2 separate regions of the Macaca mulatta genome follow, and region 2 is linked to region 1. A link is a contact called in public Hi-C data. All regions are on one chromosome and are shown on one strand. The core of a region is the stretch at or near the end of the contact, and the rest is flanking DNA. Distances in the headings are between cores, read along the strand shown.

Region 1 (3,887 bases), core at 1,007-3,506:
TTACAGGCATCCACCACCACGCCAGGCTAATTTTTTGTATTTTTAGTAGAGACAAGATTTCATCATGTTGGCTGGTTTTGAACTCCTGCCCTCAAGTGATCTGCCCGCCTTGGCCTCCCAAAGTGCTAGGATTACAGGTGTGAGCCACCATGTCTGGCCTGCTTTACAGTTCTTTAACAAATGTCATGAAGTATTTTTTTCTTTAACAGTATGATTCTTTGGCCTCTCAGAACCTCAGTTTCCTCATCTGTAAAATGAACAAATTGTCCAGACTATTTCACAGGGTTTTTGAAAATGTCAAAGGAGATCATTATGATATGTGAAAATATTTTAAATTGCATTATCTATTATGTAAATGTAAGATGGAAATTTAAAGAAAACACATACACAGTTTTTTCATGGGTTGCAGATCTCTTGCTATTGGTCAGCAGAGCCTCAGGAATGCAAGTAGACAATGAATTAGATAACTGCTTAAACTGATTGCCTGCATTGGCAGGGAAAAGGCCAATGCAAATTATCAGGATGCACTGTGTGGACTAGCAATCTTATCTTAGATCAGTGATACAACAATCAAATGAAATGTTCCTAAGTGGACACCTCATAAAATAATTATTGTATGGCATTTGTCAAAATTGTAAATGCTTTACAGCTTCTTTGTTTGTTCTTGTTTTGTTTGTGGGATTTCGTTTCTAGGAAAATAACTAAATGGACTAAGTTTAAAAAGAAAAAAACACCAATCGTGTACATTACTAAGGGCAGACAGTCCATCTTCTGGATATTTCTGAAGATGCTCAATAAACGTTAATCAAAGTAGGTAATGATTCCCAACATGGGCTACTGTGTCTTCCACGTTTATTTTCTACGCTTGATCTTAGCCAAAAGGCCAAGAAGCAATTCCATTTTCTTTCTTTCCTTCTTTTTTGAGACAAGTCTCGCTCCGTCGCCCAGGCTGGAGTGCAGTGGCGCCATCTCGGCTCACTGTAACCTCCGCCTCCCAGGTTCGAGCAATTCTCTGCCTTAGCCTCCCAAGTGGCTGGGATTACAGGCGCCCGCCACCACGCCCGGCTAATTTTTTTGTATTTTTAGTAGAGATGGGGTTTCACCATCTTGGCCAGGCTGGTCTTGAACTCCTGACCTTGTGATCCAAAGTCACAAGGCCTCCCAAAGTGCTGGGATTACAGGCATGAGCCACTGTGCCCGGCCGTTTATTTTCATATATTCTTCAGCTCTGAATATTTGATAGCATCTCAGTAATAGTTTGTTAAATCAATAAACGTGTGGACATACATGCATAGTATAGTGTCTGGCACACAGTAGGTACTCCATTGAATGAATGTATGAATTATTACCATGTCAATTTGCTTGTCTATTTGCAATTGATCCCTAAAGTGTTTGTGAACTTACAACACACACATATTCACTTTCCCTGACAACACTTATCTGCTAAACCCTTAACTATGTTCATCTGAGACTGGACCAAAACATGTTGTTTTATTCAATTTAAATACCAAATTCAAATTTGTTTTGAATATAGCTTAGAAGACATTCAATGTTTGCTAAAATAATAATAATAACAATAATAATAATAATAATAACACCATGTACATTCAGTTAGCCAGACAGTTAACTCCAGCCCAAATACCCTGCTCTGGGACATGAATTGGATGTCTGCCCGGCACACATTCATCAGGTAACCTCTACAACTTCTCTAAGGTACTGGTCCACACTCGCTAATAGCCAAGTTTAAATCTTTCCTCGAAATTTTCCTCTCTAGTGTCTCAATGCCCCAGGTGTCATCCAGGTGTCAAAGGCGCCGAGAGTGCCTTGCAACCCGCCTCAGCCTCGGAGACTCGGCCTTACTCCCCGCCCGCGCGCCCAGCCGGCCGGTGGGCGGGCCCAGCAAAGGGTCTTGTGGCTGTTTCCTATTGGGGCTTGGTTGCTATGGTGTCACTCGCCTTTAAACTCTTGGGTACATCTTTCGGAAGTTAAAGGAGAATTACTTCCAGGGTTGCCCATACTTGCCATGGCCGACTTAGTAGTCACTAAGTTCAACGAAAATAAAACTTTTGCAACAGTATTCTATTAAAGCTTCTTTAACCACTTAAGTTTGTGGTTTTGACATGGTACCTATCCCTTCTTCCCTTTTCAAAAGATTCGCTACAGATTCTTTCTCTATTTGCCAGACTCCAAAATGGCGCGGACGGCATCAGTAGGTCAGAGGTGAGTCACGTGGGTCCTCCCGGTTCCGGCGCGGTAGAGGCCTTGGGTGGTGAACGAGTCTCCAGCACCATGTCTGGTTTGTCTGGCCCACCAGCCCGGCGTGGCCGTTGTCCGTTGGCGTTGCTGCTTTTGTTCCTGCTCTGCCCCAGCTTGGTCCTCGCCATCTCCTTCCATCTTCCCATTAACTCTCGCAAGTGCCTCCGTGAGGAGATCCACAAGGACCTGCTAGTGACTGGCGCGTACGAGATCTCCGACCAGTCTGGGGGCGCTGGCGGCCTGCGCAGCCACCTCAAGGTGCGGCACTGGGCGACATGGGGCCGGGAGGGAAGACTGCAGGCTTAGGCGAGGGGAGGCCCGGGTTCGGGGGAGTCGGGCGGGCGGAGGCCCGTGAGTTGTTCTCGCCTCTGGGGAGCGCAAAGGACGTGCGGTGGAGCCCGCCCCCTCACCCCGCTGGTTGCCTTTCGCGGGGCGGGGCTGGGCACCAACGCCTGGGAACCCCAAGAAGGGCTGCGAGGCTTTGGCGGATGTGGTGACACCTGAGCTGGAGCGGTTGTTGTCAACGTCCTATACCAGTTTTGGTCTCAGATACCTTGAACCGTAACTTGGTTCTCCAAATAAGTGTTGGGATGTTGAATATTTATGGGAATTGGCATCATAAGATACCGCGATACCTGCAGGAAAGTAATGGAGACAAAGCTGTGATTAATAGAATGTTATTGAGCATCTGCTGTGTCAGTTACTGTGCTGCTTTGCATATATTACCATTTGGTTCATGCACTATCCTATGAAGTAGATAGGTACTGTTAGCCCCATTTTACAAATGAGGAAACTGAGACTCAGAGGTAGAATAAACTAGTGTCACAGATGGAATAGATTCTTTTTTAAAAAATTATTATTATACTTTAAGTTCTAGGGTACATGTGCACAACGTGCAGGTTTGTTACATATGTGTACATGTGCCATGTTGGTGTGCTGCACCCATTAATTCGTCATTTACATTAGGTATTTCTCCTAATGTTATCCCTCCCCCATCCCCCCACCCCACGACAGGCCCCGGTGTGTGATGTTCCCCGTCCTGTGTCCAAGTGTTCTCATTGTTCACTTCCCACCTATGAGTGAGAACATGCGGTGTTTGGTTTTCTGTCCTTGCGTTGGAATAGATTCTTACTTAGTTTGGTAGTTAAGTATGTTGAGGGAAAAGCGCTGCAACCTTATTCCTTCCTTGTTTTAAATTCGTAATTTCTGTAATTGATTAAAGTCTATTATTGGTTACAAAATGGTCTCAGTCTCTAGTCCTTTTTCTTTGGTATACCAGAATCTGGACTTGGCTACTTTTATGTAAATACCAACTGTGCTCTTGGATGGTGACAACTACTACCATAATACTAGTTTGGTCCCATTCTGTAGCTAAGAGTAGCCTGGCCTGGTCTTTGAGACATTAATATAATTTGATATCTGTCAGTATTTGGTTGTATTTTAGGTAATTTTATTCATTCACAATAAGTAAAGTGTCTTTTTTTATTTCTTTGTAACACAATGAGGCTTGCTTTTCTTATGCTAAATAGTAAGAAACATTTTTACCTTTTTTTTTTTTTTGAGACGGAGTCTCCCTCCGTCGTCCAGGCTGGAGTGCAGTGGCACGATCTCAGCTCACTGCAGCCTCTACC
Region 2 (3,539 bases), core at 584-3,083, 120 kb before region 1:
GCCTAGAAGTTAGAGAAGAAACACCCCCAGTTAAGAGGAAGTTGGGTGAGACTGAAAGGGGAAAGACAAAGAGAGCAGCATTAAAGAGGCACTCTTCCCCACCCCCAGCAAGGAACCTCCGTGTGCCTTGAGAAGACTTCCAAACAGCAGAAAAGGGTTAGGGCTACTCATGCCTCCTGCTGTAGTCTTGGCTGAGAAAAGTTTAATGCAAGGCTTGGGTAACTGTGAAAAGTGACCAACTGCTAGACGAAGACTAGTTTCAGAACAGCCAACTCCTGTTCCCTGGACAGGGGTGACCATTCCAGCCCTCTAAGGAGGAGTGCTTGAGGCTTTAGGAAGTACACAATTATTGGCCATCCCCCTAGGCCCTGGTGTCATGGTGAGGGCTGCGTGTGGCAGCAGACATGACAATGGCATTCTTTAAGAGCCCTGAAGTCAATATTTAGCCTAAATGTACAACCCACCAGCTGAGCCAGGCAACAGGGTTCTGAAGCACAGGAAGTTAGAAGCACCTAGGCGATGTGGAACACTATTTGAAGCTAGATATCCTGACTTTTATCAGTTTCTAACTAGCTGTGCAAGTTTGGATGGTTGAACCAACTTCTCTGAGCTTTAATTTCCCTGTTGGCGAAATAGGTTAAATTAGATTAAGTCTCCGATGTGCCTTCCAGCTCTGAAACTCTAGAAAACACACACTCCTTCAGCCAGAGGAACTGGGGAATCTAGGGGGCAGGAATGGGGGTGGGAGGATGGCGACAGGCGTCTTGAAGGATTAACCCCACGCTTCTCCTCGCAATTGCAATCGGCTCCCCAGCAGTGGCCACTGCGGCACTGCCTGCCCCACCCCCGCCCTCCGGGCCCGGCGGTACACACCCACGGCTCCCTCAGAGACTTCTGGAATCTCGCTGGATTTCTCCCAGGAATGCTTATTGCCCTTTAGATCTGCAAATCGCTTTACATCAGCAACCCTGCCGCGCGATTATTAATCATCGCAATATTCTCCCCCATCCCCTACCCTCCCCGCCCCCGCCCCCCGGCCTGGAAGAGGAATTGCAGGGGTCCGGATTTATGAACGTGATTCGTATTATTCATTCAATAATCAGTTAACTAAAGTTCATTAAGCGCCTAATAGGAGCAAGGTGCAGAGACACACAAATCCAGTCACCACAGGGGGCAGAACTGTAGGGGTCCATGCTCAAAGAAATTCACTGATATTCCAGTTATGTCCTGGGGAGGGGGTGGTTAGTGGGTGATGGAAGTCCCTCACAAGTCTGATGACAAGGCTGCAACCATTATGGACCACTCCCACGGTTCATTTTATCAGGCCAGGAAAAGGCAAGTGGCCTTCCCAAGGTCACTTATCCCCCGAGAGGCAACGCTGACCCCAGAACCGCGGTCTTCAAAGCTTTCCATTGCGCCATGAAGGAAAATTTTGAGTTGAAGCCTATAAAATACAGCGTTGGGCGAGGGATGGCATGATTTCCGGGCACAGAGTGAGAAAATCGTGATCCCAGATCACCCACCCACAACAAACGAGACAGCCCCAAATCTTGACTGCAGCCTCAACCAGCAGACGCACAGGAATGCTGGAAACAGCTCATCCATCAATCGCGGCGTCCTCTCTCTGGGCCCCCAGCGCCCCTGCCCTCGCCTCCGCCCAGGTGGGTCCCGGGGCAGGGGGCGGGGGTCTCGTGGCTCGGAGCCTCTGCCCAGCATTCCAGGGGGCGGGGCAGGAACCGGGGGCGGGGCGCGGCGGGAGTCCCGCCCTCAGCCTATCCCGGGCCGGCTGCGCAGTGGCTGAGCCAAATATGGGCAGAGCGGAAGCGGAGGGCCGACGTCACGGCGCCGGGTGGGGACCGCGCTGCGGGGCGGTGACGGGAGTCGCTGACGGCGCCTACGTGTCACCGTGGAAACCAAACAGTAAACAGAGGATTCGCGAGCTCCTGGCACCGCCTGGCCCTGCGACCTGGCCTGGAGCGAAGGGCCGGAAGCTGGGAAGGGCCAGGAGAAACTTTGGCCTGGCGGACGAGGACAGGAGCGCGGCAAGGGTGTAGAGAGGGCGGTGAAGGGGACGCTGAGAGAGCACTCCCAAACGTCCCTCCCTGAGGTTCCTGGAAGCCGGCGCTGCCTCTGCCCAGGGGCCAGCAAGGGCTGGTCAGGAACGGAAGGAAACCCTCCTGTCCCTACTTTTTCTTTTCCTTTTTTTTTTTTTTTTTTTTTTTGAGATGGACTCTCGCTCGATCGCCCAGGCTGGAGTGCCCTGGCGCGATCTCGGCTCACTGCAACCTCCGCCTCCCGGGTTCAAGCGATTCTCCCGCCTCAGGCTCCCAAGTAGCTGGAACTACAGGTGCGCGTCACCGTACCCGGCTAATTTTTTACATTTTTAGTAGAGACAGAATTTCACCACGTTGGCCAGGTTGGTCTCGAACTCCTTACCTCAGGTGATCCGCCCACCTCGGCCTCTCAAAGTGCCGGGATTACCGCGCCCGGCCTCTCCTGTCCCTTCTGAGGGCCTCCCTGCCTGCAAGGTTGTTGGGGATACTGATTTTGCTTTGTTTTTCCTTTATAATGGCTAAGAGTTCAGGCATTGAAGCCACACTGCCTGGACTCAAATTTCAGCGCTGCCACTCCAGTTGGATGATCTTGAGCAGATCTCTGGGTCCCAGACTAACAGGACCTACCTTTAAGAGTAGATGAGGACTTTTAAAATGAGTGTGTGTGTGTGTGTGTGTTTGGAACAGTGTCAAGCATGTTGTGAGCCCCAAGTTAGTGTTGAGTGTTTATTTTTATTTCCAGGCAGCACAAGAGAAACTTACCTAGTATTAGTAGTGCAACTCCTAAATCATACTACTGATGTAATGTTTTTTTCTCGAGTCTTCCTTAGATTTAAAATAAACAAAAGGGGCCAGGCACTGTGGTCCACGCCTGTAATCCCAGCACTTTGGGAGGCCAAGGCAGGAGGATCAGTTGAGCCTAGGAGTTCTAGACCAGCCTGGGCAACATAGGGAGACCCCGACTCTACAAAAATAAAAATAAAAAAATTAGCTGGGCATAATAGCACACACCTGTGATCCCAGCTACTTGGGAGGCTGAGGTGGGAAGATCTTGGGCCAGGGCAGTCGAGGCTGCAGTGAGCCTTGATTGCAGTCACTGCACTCCAGCCTGAGTGACACTGGGAGACCCTCTTTTAAAAATAAATAAAATAAGCAAAAGGAATTATCTATTTTAAAGATAATTTTCAAATCTAGTAAAAATATTTGATGTATTAACTAAAATGTGCATTTGTCAAATAAAAACATGGCAAAGCACTGTATCACACTGCTTCACAGTTTTAAATTTGAAACACAAAAACTCCAAATGGTTACATGGAACAGAAGCAACCCAAATTCAGTCCTCACAGTCACTGTGTTATCTCTGTTTTTTAAGTAATTTTTAAAAATGAAGGGTACGTATTACATTATTCAAACTCAATAGTAATCCCAGCAAATGTTTAGAACTTAAAACAACAAAAGATATTTTCAGGAAGAAGTACTTTGTCA

What was found. A called contact is a pair of places that touch in the nucleus more often than the background predicts.
Region 2: a contact with region 1 is called in a Hi-C map of fetal cortex germinal zone, with 3 times the contacts expected there. The contact joins the enhancer-like site here to the promoter of TMED10 in region 1. A contact is called at or near these places in 4 of 14 Hi-C or Micro-C datasets (blood, fetal cortex germinal zone, fetal cortical plate and 1 more).

Annotation. Positions count from the first base shown.
Region 1 is chr7:148,369,266-148,373,152 of T2T-MMU8v2.0, reverse strand. It overlaps TMED10 (transmembrane p24 trafficking protein 10), which reads left to right and starts at 2,256. Exons shown (of 5, transcript XM_015144148.3): 1 at 2,256-2,514. The coding sequence starts at 2,290.
Region 2 is chr7:148,490,560-148,494,098 of T2T-MMU8v2.0, reverse strand. No RefSeq gene overlaps it. Among named protein-coding and RNA genes, the nearest start is that of FOS, 15 kb to the right of the region's middle. Within about 2 kb of position 1,833, at least 37 of the 40 cell types and tissues checked have an H3K27ac peak or open chromatin away from gene starts, as enhancers often do. A contact at or near this core is called in blood, fetal cortex germinal zone, fetal cortical plate and 1 more, where this site is marked.